2 separate regions of the Gasterosteus aculeatus genome follow, and region 2 is linked to region 1. The links are chromatin contacts, called in public Hi-C maps. All regions are on one chromosome and are shown on one strand. The core of a region is the stretch at or near the end of the contact, and the rest is flanking DNA. Distances in the headings are between cores, read along the strand shown. Region 1 overlaps ppfia3 (PTPRF interacting protein alpha 3). Region 2 overlaps LOC120827809 (excitatory amino acid transporter 2).

The links. Hi-C and Micro-C count contacts between places; a contact is called where the count stands out from the background.
Region 2: a Hi-C map of skeletal muscle shows a contact between it and region 1, with 2.7 times the contacts expected there. The contact joins two enhancer-like sites. A contact is called at or near these places in 3 of 6 Hi-C or Micro-C datasets (skeletal muscle, tail fin and whole body).

Annotation. Positions count from the first base shown.
Region 1 is chr11:17,028,804-17,035,914 of fGasAcu3.hap1.1, forward strand. It overlaps ppfia3 (PTPRF interacting protein alpha 3), which reads left to right. Exons shown (of 31, transcript XM_078084133.1): 4 at 24-263; 5 at 703-762; 6 at 995-1,123; 7 at 1,198-1,290; 8 at 1,712-1,764; 9 at 1,880-1,973; 10 at 2,076-2,210; 11 at 2,739-2,822; 12 at 3,073-3,204; 13 at 3,400-3,462; 14 at 3,548-3,627; 15 at 3,902-4,070; 16 at 4,368-4,588; 17 at 4,704-4,929; 5 more. Among protein-coding and RNA genes, the nearest start is that of LOC120827678, 8.4 kb to the left of the region's middle. Within about 2 kb of position 2,563, at least 3 of the 9 cell types and tissues checked have open chromatin away from gene starts, as enhancers often do.
Region 2 is chr11:17,066,740-17,073,850 of fGasAcu3.hap1.1, forward strand. LOC120827809 (excitatory amino acid transporter 2) reads left to right here. Exons shown (of 11, transcript XM_078084144.1): 6 at 1-86; 7 at 1,072-1,305; 8 at 2,095-2,289; 9 at 4,486-4,620; 10 at 4,694-5,129; 11 at 5,364-6,643. The coding sequence ends at 5,552. Among protein-coding and RNA genes, the nearest start is that of kcna7, 11 kb to the right of the region's middle. Within about 2 kb of position 3,337, at least 4 of the 9 cell types and tissues checked have open chromatin away from gene starts, as enhancers often do.

The DNA.
Region 1 (7,111 bases), core at 1,313-3,812:
CCCCGAACCGCTCGTGTCTCCAGCTGCTGCTGGAGCATCTGGAGTGCCTGGTGTCCCGCCACGAGCGCAGCCTGAGGATGACCGTGGTGAAGAGGCAGACCCAGTCCCCGGCTGGGGTCTCCAGCGAGGTGGAGGTCCTGAAAGCCCTCAAGTCGCTGTTCGAGCACCACAAAGCTCTGGACGAGAAGGTGAGGGAGCGGCTACGGGTGGCGCTGCAGCGGGTGGCGTCCCTGGAGGAAGAGCTGCAGTCCTCTTCCCAGGAGGTGAGTCCACGTTCCTTCAAGCTTTTTCTGTGCCTCTCTCTGTCAGGGACGCGTCGTGGGAAGGCAGGACTCAAATGCAGATGTCGAAACACAAAAATACTTTAATAGTCATAAACTCCAACACAAAATGGCCAAGGGGCAAAAACGCATACAAGTACCAGGGGGACAAAAGGCAGGCAGGAACTAGAGGCATCCAGGACGATGGACAACGACAAGTGACAAGAGACACACACGGCTTAAATACACTAGGGAGGTGCAGGTGGACACAGGTGGAAACAATCAGACAATCACAAGGGACGACAGGACCAGGCAGGAAGTGAAGTTACCCGGGGAGACAAGAAGCAGAAGCTACAAAATAAGACAGGAAATAAAACCGCACCGTGACACTCTGTCTGGGGTGTGAGTTTCTCCTGATCGGCTCCCCTCCCTGTGGTTCCAGGTCGTGTCCCTAAGGGAGCAGATCAAGCGGCGGCAGCAAGGACTGGACGGCGGCAAAGAGGTACCGGGATGCTTGTCTTAAAGGTGTTAGTCAGTGTTAGTAGACCTGCATGATGCATCGGCGCGAGAAATCTATTTCTGCTTCGACGCCGTTGAGGCTTCCGGAAGCCTCAACGGCCTGTGAGGCCGCGCCGAGATCGCCATCCTCAGCGGCAGCATGTTAGCAGGCCAACCGTACACCCCAATCGGCGTTCTCATCAATTGAAGCGAAAATCTTTTGTCCCTCCGTGCAGCGGCTTCCCAACGGGCCGTCGTCCATCCTGGACGACGGCGACGTGGACCGTCAGCGCGAGGGCGAGATCGAGCGACAGAGGTCGGAGCTGGGTCAGCTCAAAGAGAGACTGGCCCTCATGTGCAGACAGGTAGGCCGACGCGCCGCGCTATTCGCCGAGACGGCAGACGGAGGCGCCTCACGTCTCGCCGCCTCCCCTTCCAGGTCGGGGAGATCGAGGAGCAGCTGACGTCCGCCCGCCGGGAGCTGGCCCGATCGGAGGAGGCCAACCAGAAACTGCAGAGGGACGTGAAGGAGGTGAGATACTCTTTTTGATTCGCTCAAATACGCCCGGTTTGCTATGGCAACAAAAGGCCAGTTACTCCGCGCGCCAGAGCCCCCGTATCCACGGCAACGCGGCCTTCCCGATCAGACAGATTGAAAAGGTGTGAGGGCGTTCTTTTTTCCAACGAGAGGAGGTTGAGTCGACTTTGGCGAAATCTGTTTCTCTGAGTCGTACTGCTGCCCCCCTCCTCGTCGCCCCCCCCCATCTCTCTTTGACCTTTTGCAACGGCATTTAAAAGCTGTCAACAACAACAACAACTACTAACCGCTCATTATCATTCTTCTGCTAATAGCTGCTCCCTTTGATCAACGCCTGTAAACCTTTCTGACTATCTGCTCTCGGTTGCTTTCTAAATGTGCGCATGCTTTGCGGCCTTCAACCCCCCCCCCCCAGGCTCTCTGTCAGAGGGAAGACATGGAGGAGAGAATCACCACGTTGGAGCGCAGGTTTGTGTTTCCCCTCCGCGAACTCTTCCTTGCCTCCTTGCAAAGGAAAAAGCGCTGCGGGCGCCTCACCCACCGCTCCGTCTTGTCTGCCGCCCCGTGTTTTTCCGCTCTGCAGGTACCTGAGTGCCCAGAGGGAGGCGACGTCTCTCCACGACACCAAAGACAAGCTGGAGAACGAGCTGGCCAGCAAAGACTCGCTCTACAGACAGGTGTGGGGGGGGGTCTTCTCTTTTCTTGCCCTCCGCAAAAAACCTGGCGACCCGAGTTTCACCTCCGCTCCCGTCTCTCCTGCTGCCCCCCTCCTCCTGCAGGGCGAGGAGAAGAACCGGCAGCTCCAGGAGCGCCTGGATGACGCCAAGCAGAAGCTGCAGCAGACTCTGCAGAGGGCCGAGACGCTGCCGGAGATCGAGGCGCAGCTCGCCCAGAGAGTGGCAGCCCTCAACAAGGTGTGTGTGTGTGTGTGCGTGCAAACAATCGACCAGCTGTACACAATCAGATGAAAACAGTGCAATCTTCACCTGACAGCAGCCCGTGTGCACACGTGTGTATAAACGCGCGTGTGATCGTGCATAGCCGAAGCGGAACATATCAAACGACGGGTGAACAGCAAACATTTGCATGTAATCCGCTCAGCTATTTGCTCCTCGCTGCGCCTCGACACGCCAGGAACCGCACGCCGCCTCGGATCTCGTTTGATTTGCTCGTGTGTTAAATCTCAAGCATTCCTGCGACTACAATGCTCCCTCGTGCCAAAAAATCCCCCCCCCCCCGGTAGCCGAACCTGTCAAATAGTCTACACTTACTAGTGGCGTGTCGGGGCAGGAGCCCCGTGAGAAGAGCCAGAGTCTCCCGCCACGCTTAGATGTGTACAGGCATGTAGCCGATTGGTCGACCCGGTCAACAAGCCGTTTCCTTTTGTGTTCATTTGTACTGCGCCCCCCTCCCACCTCCTCCATCCCCCCACGATCACTCAGGCGGAGGAGCGACATGGTAACTTTGAGGAGCGACTGCGACAGATGGAGGCGCAACTGGAGGAGAAGAACCAGGAGCTGCAGAGGGTGAGTCACTCTCTTTTCTCTCCCTCTGGTTTCATCCCTCCCCCTCCTTCGTGCCGTTGCCCCTTTTGTCAGCCTCCACAAAGGCGTGCTAATTTTCTAAACCCTGTATTTGGTCGTTTCCATTCAGATACAAATCTTTGTGCGTCGTCCTCAGTCGAGCAGAATGCTTGTTACTGTAACGCCCACCTTCGTTTCTTTCTTGTCATTCGCTCTCACCCGTCTCTCAACCCTTCCGCGCCCATCACCTCAGGCGAGGCAGCGGGAGAGGATGAACGACGAACACAACAAGCGCCTCTCCGACACGGTGGACAAGCTGCTGTCTGAGTCCAACGAGAGGCTGCAGCTGCACCTGAAGGAGAGGATGGCGGCCCTGGAGGAGAAGGTGGGAGCAGGCGTCTCGTCAAACCGCCATCTGTCTCAGTCCCCCAAATGCTAGACCCTACACATGTGTCCCTCGTGTACCCAAACTCACCCGTACAAATACCCTGAGATTGGTGTAGAATGCTGTACTTAAACGTACAGAACAAACACATGAAGACCAGCTTCACCGCGATAAAGCGTCTGCTTCTTCCTGCAGAATGCGCTGTCGGAGGAACTGTCCAACATGAAGAAACTCCAGGATGATCTGTTGGCGAACAAGGTCCCTCCGAGTCAAACCTCTTGCAGACATGCAGCCTTTTTCCTTTCCCCTTTTTCTCTAACCTCCCCCTTCCCCCCCACTCCAGGACCAGCTGATCGCAGAGCTGGAGCGCCTTCAGCTGGAGTTGGATCAGCTGAGAGCGAGGCCCGGTGGCTCTTATTCCAGGTTAGTCAGCATTTCCCGATCGCACGCATCCGTTGACTCGGTGCCCAAACAAACAAACACGATCCAATTAGCACTTTTCTCATCTGCAAGTCCCGACACCTACGGCCCGTTGGTGCGGGTACGCTGCACCTTTACTCCACATACAAGTCTATACGTACCCTTTTATCCGGGAGGCCCCTTGTTTTTGTTTAGCCGGCTCCGTTGTGTTTTTTTTCCGTGTTGCACCGCCTCTCCATCGCCGTCTCACCTCGCACCGTGTTTCTTGCCTCTCCAGTCGCTCTCTGCCGGGGAGCGCTCTGGAGCTGAGGTATTCCCACGGGAATGGCTCGCTACCGACCGGCTCGACCACTCACCTGGACACCTTCGGTAACGCGTCCGCCGGGGGCGTGGTCAGGCGGAGTCACCGGGCCCGTTGGAGCTCGGCCAGAGAGGACTCCAGCAAGGTGAGACGCCGCTGTAACGTGACTACGAGCCCAAGCGGAGGCCGATTGAATCATCATCATCTACTTTATACCTCTTGGAAGCATCGGCTGCTTTTCTATTAAACAAACACTGGTTGAATATGGAAGAATATCTAATACTTTAATATCAGGAAGTGGAAAAATACGTGTCCCCTTTGGATTGTGAAGTCCCAGTTTTGTTGTTTGTCTGACTTAAAATCCTTTCATCCTGATCCTCTCTGACAAAAATACCAAAAATGAAACAAAACATAACGTGACATTTTGTCTCTTTCGTGGAAGAACCACAGTACTACTCTCTGTGTGCAGTACCCGGACTGGGAGAGCGGGGCCCTGCTGGGGACCGGGTTCGACCCGGGCCTGGACGTGGGCGGCTCCGACGACGATGACGACGGCGACCCTCGGTTCGGCTCCGAGCTGCTCTCCCCCAGCGGGCAGACGGACGTGCAGACCCTGGCCATCATGCTGCAGGAACAGCTGGAGGCCATCAACAAGGAGATCAAGTGAGCAGCTCGTTTAGGTCGCACCGGCTAGCTGTTTCCCTCCGTTTCCAGTCTTTACGCTAAGCTAAGCTAACTGGCTTGTTTTCTTTTTCTCCCCTTCCTCTTTCAAACGCAGACTCATCCAGGAGGAGAAGGAGAACACGGAGCTGCGGGCCGAGGAGATCGAGAGCCGGGTCAGCGTGGCTCTGGACCCTCCGTCCTCCCTGGGGAGGGACAGCACGGGACGGGGCTTCATCCCCTCGTCCATCACGTCCTCCACCCTGGCCTCCCCCTCCCCCCCCAGCTCCGGACACTCCACCCCTCGCCTGTCTCACTCCCCGGCCCGCGAGACGGATAGACAGGTACTACCTCCTCCTCCCTCCTACTCTCCCTCCCCACCAAACGTCTCCTCCAGACAGCGAGTAAATCACGCAGACGGGGTCAGAGGAGTTCAGCCGTGAACGGGCGAGCGCGATTCGGGGGAAAGCTGACGATTGGAACCAGACGCGCTGGTTCAAGCAGCTTCCCAGAAACGGGGAACTCGAACTGCAAGTTCTAAACGCAGGCAGCGGCGATGGAGAAGGCGATGACGTCGACGTGGGAGTTCAGAGCGGAATAGTTTGAGATTAAACTCGTCACGCGTAGTCAAAACAGAAAACGTGAGACGATCAATCAATTTGCTTATCCGCGGGAAGCTAGTCGACAGGTGTGCAGGTCGCCATCACTCGTTACGTTCCCACTGTGTGAGACGAAAAGTCTTCACAGGACAAAAAGACTCTTTGTGTTCCCACAAAATGAAGCTTCACTTCGAGTCGTAATCCTCTTCTCCAGAACAGCAAAGATGACGACCGCTCCCTGGCTCTTCTGGATGCCACGCCTCCTTCCACTCCTCGCGCTCTGCGCCTGGACAGGATGACCCTCACCCACCCGGGCGCCATGCTCGACGACCCCCGGGAGTTTCGCGGGTAAATCGCCGTTACGTAAATCCAACGCGGGGCGGATTAATCCTCGTTCGCCTCTCCCTCCCCCTCGCTGATTTCCTTCTTCGTCCCGTCCCGCCCAAGTCTCTCGGCAGATGGCAGCAGCTCCAACAGCAGCCAGGATTCTCTCCACAAGTCCAGTAAGAAGAAAAGCATCAAGTCCTCCATCGGGCGACTTTTCGGGAAGAAGGAGAAAGGACGGATGGGCCAACCCGGGCGGGAGGGGTCCGCTTCTCTCGGTAACCAGAAGGAGGGAAACCCGGGAGTGATTCAAAATATGTTGTGTTATCTGTCATTCTCTTGACCCCTGACCTCCCTGCGTCCCCTCCAGCGTCCACGCCATCCGAGGAAATGGCCTCCGGCGACCCGATGGGCCTGAACAAGACCGGGACTCTGGGTCCGGCAGATAAAGACCGCCGCAGCAAGAAGAAGTTTGTGAATCCTGATGACTCAGATCTCAGACCTGCATCTGGTGGTTTCTCACGTCAGCGGCACCCAACATGTGACTCTTCCTCTTCCTCTTACCAGGCATGAGCTGCTGGAGGAAGCATGTCGCCAAGGACTCCCCTTCGCATCCTGGGACGGACCCACGGTCGTGTCCTGGTTGGAGGTACGGTGCCGTCACAGAAACCTAAACACGTCCGGTTGTCAGAAGAAACTTCTACGCTTTCAGAGCGGCGGGTGTTACAGTTCAACAAGTGGCCGCGTTAACTGGTGACTTTCAGGTGAACGGTTCCAATATTATATACAGCAGCAGTGACCTGTCAATCACAGTTATCCCGCCCTAAAGCATCCATATGGTCTTTATGGACCATGACATGAACATAATGCTGTATTTAAGACTTTAAAACTAGAAATTGAGACCATAAACTCATGTCTACAATGTTTACAGATGGAATAAATCAAGAGTCATTTTCTCATATACTTCTATACAATTAGACTTGTTTTTGCAACCGGATGGTCAGGGGAGAGAATCCAAGTTTTAAGACGCATCGGTTTCACTCAGAGGAACCGGATGCCGCTGCCTGGCAGCCACGGATGCCGACAGTCACCAGTTAACACAATTAGCACTTGAGTCTCTGTCTCGGTCTAATTTCTCTACTAAGGACACAGAACTTTCTCCAGCAATCAAATGTTCACCACTGGCCCCACATTCCCTCCACATTTATTCCCTTTGTCGTCCGTCTCCCTCCAGCTGTGGGTGGGAATGCCGGCCTGGTACGTCGCCGCCTGCCGCGCCAACGTGAAGAGCGGCGCCATCATGGCCAACCTGTCGGACACGGAGATCCAGAGGGAGATCGGCATCAGCAACCCGCTGCACCGCCTCAAGCTGCGGCTGGCCATCCAGGAGATGGTGTCCCTCACCAGCCCCTCGGCGCCGGCCAGCACCCGCTCCGTGAGACACCGAACGCACTCAGACCAGAACACGCCGCGTCACGTCAGCGCGAAGCACATTCTGCTCAGGGGGAATAAGGGACATGAAACCGACCCTGCAGGGTGATGAATGTCAAACGTAGTGGAACGTGTGTTTTCCAGAGGAGAGGGACGGTAAACTGCACCCATT
Region 2 (7,111 bases), core at 2,087-4,586, 39 kb after region 1:
AGGATGGGCGAGCGGGGGAAGATCATGTGCGACTTCTTCAACATCCTCAACGAGATCATCATGACGATGGTTTCCATGATCATGTGGTCAGTGTCTTGTTTTGCCCCCCCCCCGACCCCCCCAACTGCCCCCCTCCTCTTTTTGTTTGCACATTCTTGTGCATTCTGGAGGTCAGTGGAGCGCGTTCCAGGACGAAGAGGAAGAGGGGGGATGATGATGCGCGTGAGAGCACGTCTGCAGAGAGCGGCGCTCGCCTTGATGCTTCGCAGGACTCGGCTGCAGGAAGACGGAGGAGTGGGACTCAGAGCTGGAGGGGGGGGGGAGGTGAGGGAGGGGGGCAGCAGGATGCTTGTCTGCATGCGCAGCTGGACACCATGAGGAATTGCGGCCTCGCTCGCATCGCTCTCGCAGTGTAAACAGATTACGCACGCGGCCGCGCCGCTCGCCAAAGCGCCGGGGCCCAGTGTACACAGAAAGCCCCGCGTCGTACGGGGAACGCATCCATCCAAGTCACACACGCGCCGCGCCCCACCAAACAGCTGCCCGGGCCGGTGCCAGGCTCGTGGGGGGAGGGTGCGGTGGGTGGGGGTTGGGGGGGGGGACAGCGAGCCGAATGGCGCCGTAGCACAGCGCTCCGTGTTCATGGAGGGGAACAACTGCACCCCGGAGCTGGAAACCAGAGATCCAAGAATGTGTTTACTCCTCCCCGGGGGGGGGAGGTCTTCCTTTAGAGAGCCGATGAAGACGAGTTGGGTGACATGTTGCACTGCGGAACAACGACATCTAATCTTAACTGGATTATTCCAGCATTAATCGATCATTTGTCCAAAACTCACACGATGGTGAGACCATTAAAAACATCTTGAAACTACTTTTGCCCCAAACTATTAGCAAAAGATTGCTAATTAACAGCGAATCAACCTCGTAAGGTTATTTATTAATAAACCACAATAGATGCAGTTGCTTTTTGTCCTGATGCAGAAATAAAAAGTTCGACATAAAATGAGAAAAAGCATGTGAATAAATGGACAAACGTTCTGCTGTGCCAGTGAGCCTCGTGTCGTCCCTTAGGTACTCCCCTATCGGCATCGCCTCGCTGATCGCGGGGAAGATCGCCGCCATCGGGGACCTGGAGGTGGTCGCCCGGCAGCTGGGCATGTACATGGTGACCGTCATCGTGGGCCTGCTGATCCACGGCGGCCTCATCCTTCCCGCCATATTCTTCGCCATCACCAGGAAGAGCCCGTTTACTTTCTACCAGGGGATCTTTCAGGCCTGGATCACGGCCCTGGGTACCGCCAGCAGGTAGGACAGCACGCCGGGAGCGGTTGTGCGTGTGTGCGTGTGTGTGTGTGCGTGTGTCGGTCGTCTGTTGTGGGCATGTGTTAACACGTGTGTCACATGTTCTCTTTTCCCCCCCCCCTGAGCAGCTGCCGTAGCTGCCGTGATTGATCGCCGCGGCCCGCTGCTTCGCTCTCAGCTATTCGGGTTGAATCGGAGGGCGAAGCGCTTTATTGTTTTCGTTGTACGCCGGACCAATCGGCGCGACCGAGGGAGCCGAGCGTTTGTAAGCGCGGGCTATCATGGACTCGTCCGTGTCAGACAGATCCGGTGTTGTAAATGTCTAAGCCTGCGGGATTAGTCGTGGCCGGCGCGCTGCCCCCGCCCGCCCTCCGCTCGGCCCTCCCGGGCGCTCTGAAAAACCAACTGTCATTTTGGCACATTACCGGGGCTTTGGTGAAAGTGGGTAATCCCATCAACGCTTCTTCTCTAATTATATTATGACCCGAGCTTAGCGGGGCCGGGAATCAAATTCCTGTAATTCGCATGTTGGAGGACGAGCGGCGTTCTGCACCAGCTGTCAGGAGGCTGTCGGCCGACTCGAATTTCCTATTTTTTTGGGGGTGTATCTACTGCAGCTCCCCCCCCCTCACCCCTCCTCACCCCTCCTCAACCCTCCTCACCTCTGCACATGTCTGCCTATTTCACATCATGCAACACTTTGCTCCCGGTCTCTGTACATCTTTACGTCTTTTTTTAAATTCCTCTCGTGGCTCCTTCTTCTTCTTCTTCTTCTTGTTCTCCTTCTCTCAGTGCAGGAACGTTGCCCGTCACCTTCCGCTGCTTGGAGGAGAACCTGAAGATCGATAAGCGCGTGACTCGCTTCGTGCTGCCCATCGGCGCCACCATCAACATGGACGGCACGGCGCTGTACGAGGCCGTGGCGGCCATCTTCATCGCCCAGATGAACGACATCTCGCTGGACACCGGACAGATCATCACCGTCAGGTGACGTCTTCCCTTTTGTTTTTCGCCGCCTTTGAAACACTTCCAACAGTCCGTCCCCGTCGGCCGACCAGAAGGGAACCAGAGGTTTCAGTAGTGCCCAGCTGAAGGTCACGTGACATGATCTCAGCCTTCTGATTGGCTGTTGTGTTGTGTATTAAAAGCAGTTTTAACGGGGCGTCGCTGTGTGAGCTGAATTCCAACATTCATGTGAACCAGATGCATGTGAGTTACATCGGCTGGAGGAAGCCTGCAGAGACCAACGACTTCTTTAAGTCCCCGTATAGCCTCAGACGGCCACTTTGAAGACGTTTATTCGATGTCTTTCATTTAACAGCCGCTCGCCACCAAATTGCCAAATCTTATTTTTGAAAAAGTCTGCTGAATCAATTGTGGTGGAGTTGTTCTGGAATAAGATCCACATGCAGCGTGTGAATCTCTGAGATCGCCCAGTTTAACGTTTAAACAGAGCGGACCGACGTGGAACGCAGAGCTCTGAGATCAGAAGAGTCGCATCTGGGGCACGACATCACCTGATAATGCCTCTTAATTGCAAACACGACCCGTCGGGTTGCATTCCACCGAGCGGATTAAAGTCCGACAACTTAAAAGGATTCGAGAAAACATCAAGAGATTCGCCTTTGTTTGGCGACGAATCTCTTTCTTTCCTCAGAAACCTCTTTCTGCTGAACGTACGGCGCGATTATAATTAGTAAGGACAACAAACACAACAATACAGCCAAAAAGAAAGAATATTCACCAACAGTAACTTAAGCCATCGTGCAAATACCTCAATGAAAGTGGATTGTGACTTTTTGTGGTTACTTTGCTGCAGAGCTCGATGCCAGCAGATAAAAGAGAGAGGAATGTTTTAAACTGTCATTCTCTCTAATGTCTCTGGTTTTGTAGAAGTCACAATGCCTCTGCCTCTCTTTTGATTTATTTCCTGAAAGTAACCCAGTAAACCTCTGCAAAACCTCCGGCAATCCCACGCGCGGTTGCCGCGGCGACTGCTCGCTCTTCAAACTGGCTGATCATCGAGCTCTGAGATCCCGCCGAACCAGTTTTCAACGCGGAGGCTTTTTAGGATGTGTTGATGTCAAGCCAACGCATAAATAACACACAACAATTTGTGGAACTCATTCCTCCACTTCTAAGCCCTCTGGACTTTCTTTATTTTATTGGCAGACATGCGGCTGAGTTAGTAAAACAAAGTTAATAATAATAATAAAACTTTCGTTTTTTTGTAAAGCGCTTTTCTTGGTACAAAAAGACGCTTGACAACATAAATCTAAGTACAGGAAACGTACAGTTGAGAGGAAAGACAGAAAAAATTAAAAATGAAAAAGAAATTAAACTCGAGAAAGTCATGGAGGCGTTTGCATTTGAAAGCGAGTTTGAAGAGGTGGGTTTTGAGGGCTTGTTTGAATGATGAAACAAGCCCTTGTTTCATCATTCAAGGTGGGAGCCTGGCGGACTTGGATGGGGGGTGGGGGGGCGTTACAGAGGGGACGCGGGGGGGTGCAGCAGCTGAGAAGACCCTGTCGCCCCCCGATGGTCTTCAGGGTGACCTGAGGCACCGTGTGGGGGCGCGGCGGGGGGAGGAGGCCAGGTTGTTTGGGGCTTTGTAGGTGATGAGTAACATTTTGAAGCCTATCCTGTATTTGGCCCGGGAGCCAGTGGAGGTTGCGTAGGACCGGGGGGGGGTCGGGGTTGGATGAGGGCATGGATGAGGATTCGGGTGGTGTGTTTGAGCCGTGCGATGCTGCTGAGGTGGAGGAAGGCGGTCCTGGTGATGTGGTTGGCGTGGGGTAGGAAAAAAAGGGTGGGTCGAGTTAAATCATGCTAGTGTGTAGGTCCGGTCTGTGCGTTTGTTTGTGTGTGTAAAAAAAAAAAATAGCACAGTGAAAAAAAAAGTAAAGGAATTTCCCCTCCAGGATCAATAAAGTCGCCTCCTGAAACCGATTCGACAAAAACAACACCTGGCTTCTCTCTTTTTTTTCTCTTCTAACTGCAGTAACAATTTCCTCTCAACAAGTTTTAAACCAACGTCTGCTTCCTGCATTCTTCGTGGTGCGTTCAAGCGCCTCCCAACTGCCCCAGGAGTCTCTCGACTACCTCTTTGTTGTTGTCAGAGCACTTTCTCATAGGGACTTGTTGCTCTTTGCCCCCCACCCCCCGCCTCCCATCCCCACACAGTCTGACTGCCACCCTGGCCAGCGTGGGGGCCGCCAGTATTCCCAGTGCCGGACTGGTCACCATGCTGCTGATCCTGACGGCCGTGGGGCTTCCCACTCAGGACATCAGTCTGCTCATCGCCGTCGACTGGCTGCTGTGAGTCATGAAGGTTCCGGTGTTATTTAGCTCCCTCCTCCATCCTCACCCTGACTGTGGTTCCTCCACCCAGGGACAGAATGCGTACCTCCATCAACGTGGTGGGCGACTCCTTCGGCGCCGGGATCGTGGACCACCTGTCGAAGGCCGAGCTCGCCGAAATCGACGCGGCCGAAATGCTGCTCCTCCACCCGGAGGAGCTGGACTTCATCCCCCCTCCGCCCCTCCTGGCGGAGATGGACCCGATCGACCCCTTCAAGCCGCCCGAGCTGCCCCCCCGCTCCCCTCGCCCGCCCAAGCAAAACCACCACGGCCACGTCGTCTCCCAGTCCCAGTTCACCGCCTACTCCCCGTCGCGCTCCGTCAGATCTCCGTCACCTCGCTCCGTCCACTCCCCGTCCCCGCGCTCCGTCTGCTCCCACTCCCCCCGGCCTTTCCGCGCCCACTCACCCCGGGTCCTCCGCAGGCCGGAGGCGGGCTACTGCGCCCTGCCCAGCCACGACAACCAGGTAACTCCTCCCACTTCTTCTTCTTCTTCATGTCACTTTTAGATTTGAACGCTGGTTCTCAGGAATCAGCCTCGCATCTGGTCCAAGGAATTCTACTTGGGTTTCCAGATCCAGCGAAGGAGAAATTCTCCTTTCTAAGCGTTGAGAATAATTGATTGATTAATATCAATCATCATCTAATAAAAGATGCCACGTTACACTGACGGGGGGACATCTTGGTTTTGCCCCCCCAAGGTTCCCACGCTGCCTCGCTCCCACAGAGAGAGAGCGAGGGATCGGGAGCGAGAGCGTCTGAGGCGAGAGAGCGAGACCGAGGAGGAGGAGGAGAGGGACCGGGTCCTGGGCGAGACCAGCGACGGCGAGGAGAGCGACGACACCGCTTACGACCGGCGGCAGGCGATGCCGCACAGCGACCTGCCCTGATCCGGTTCTTACCCCTCTGGAAAAAAAACGGAAAAAAAAGAAAAAAAAACTCCCCCGTCGATTACTTTTTGCTTTTTTGAGGTCCCGGCAGGTTCCATTGCTGCTTCTCGTAGACGACCACGACCTGAGGGACCTTCACTGAGCTTCAAGCCGAGAGTTGTTCCCCCCGGTTCCTCCGCTCACGCCTCCGTCTCCACTTTGTCGTTTCACGATCACGCCTGAAGGTCTGAACTGAGCGGAGAGGAAGTTGTGAGTTTTGCTCTCGATGAGAAAAGAGGCATCTCGGTGTTGTCGGCCTTTTAACGCACAACCACAAGTTGTCAGCTGACCCTTCTACTCCTTCTCCTCCACTTGGTGGTTTTTCCTGGCAGGAAGTGAAAATTGCAGGAACAGCTTCACATTTTGGCGAAGGCGCTTTTCGTGCAGACGCGAGAGCTCAAATGTTTCAGAGTAAATCCAACCGACCTGCACCCTCATAAGGTCACTAATTAAGGCCTCGTGTTCCGGTTATTGATTGTTGGAGGGTTCTTGTAATCCTTATGCTAAGCTAACAGGCTGCTGACTGTAGCTTCTTATTTACCCTACATGCATTAAATTGATCTTCTAATTTAACTCCTGAAATGTTAAACCGTTCTTTTCAAATAACCATGAGAAAAAAACAACTGGTTCATCTGAACAAAAGAAAAAAAACAAAAAAAAACAGCAGTCATTATTTCATTTTTATTCTCTACCTTTGTTTATCTGTTTACCTTCTCCTCCTCGGTGCTCTTCTTGCACATCTCCTCTCATCTTGATGTCCATGTTGTCTCCATCATCTATGGTTTGTATTTCCTCGTTGTGGTCTGGTGTCTAAAAGGAAGAGTTTTAGGCGAGATGCTGTTTCGACTTAGTCGTATGTCTCAAATTGACTCGTTCATTCTTAAATGCTGTGAAATGACGTCATCGGTTCTCCCTCACAACTGGATTGCCTTTCGTTTTAAATTAAATTTCATCAACCGCCTCCCCGCTTCCTTAAGTCTTGACTCAGATTCACAGGTCCGGCTCATGTGTATATTGTACGTAATAAAATCTTAGAGATTTATTTAAAGTAACTGTGATTCTCCTGTGTTTCCTCTGCTGCTTAAGCGCAATCTGTGGAGGGATTTGCGCTCGGTAGGGAACACGCGTCAGCAATTCGGTGACGAAGACAAAGTATATTACTGGTCTGCAACAGACACACATCGGGAGCAATAAAGAACGCGCTGATGAGAGGAAGGCACACGGAGATACCAACACGCATAATCCTCTCGAGTTAAGGATGGGGCGAGGCGGGGGAGAGGGTGAGGGATGGGAGAGGAGTGGGGGGGGGGGGCGGCAGATGGCCAGAAAGACGTCAATCCCTTTTTCATTCTTCCCAGACAGCATAAGGGCACCCTGGGTAATCGCAACCGGGGCTGACGTCAGAGTCGAGGTTCGGCAGAGTAATGGGGGAGGGAGGGAGGGAGAGGGGGGTCAAAGGTGAGATGCTGCAGGTCAATGAGGATCTGAATGAAGAAAAAAAAAGGGGGGTGTCGAGGTTT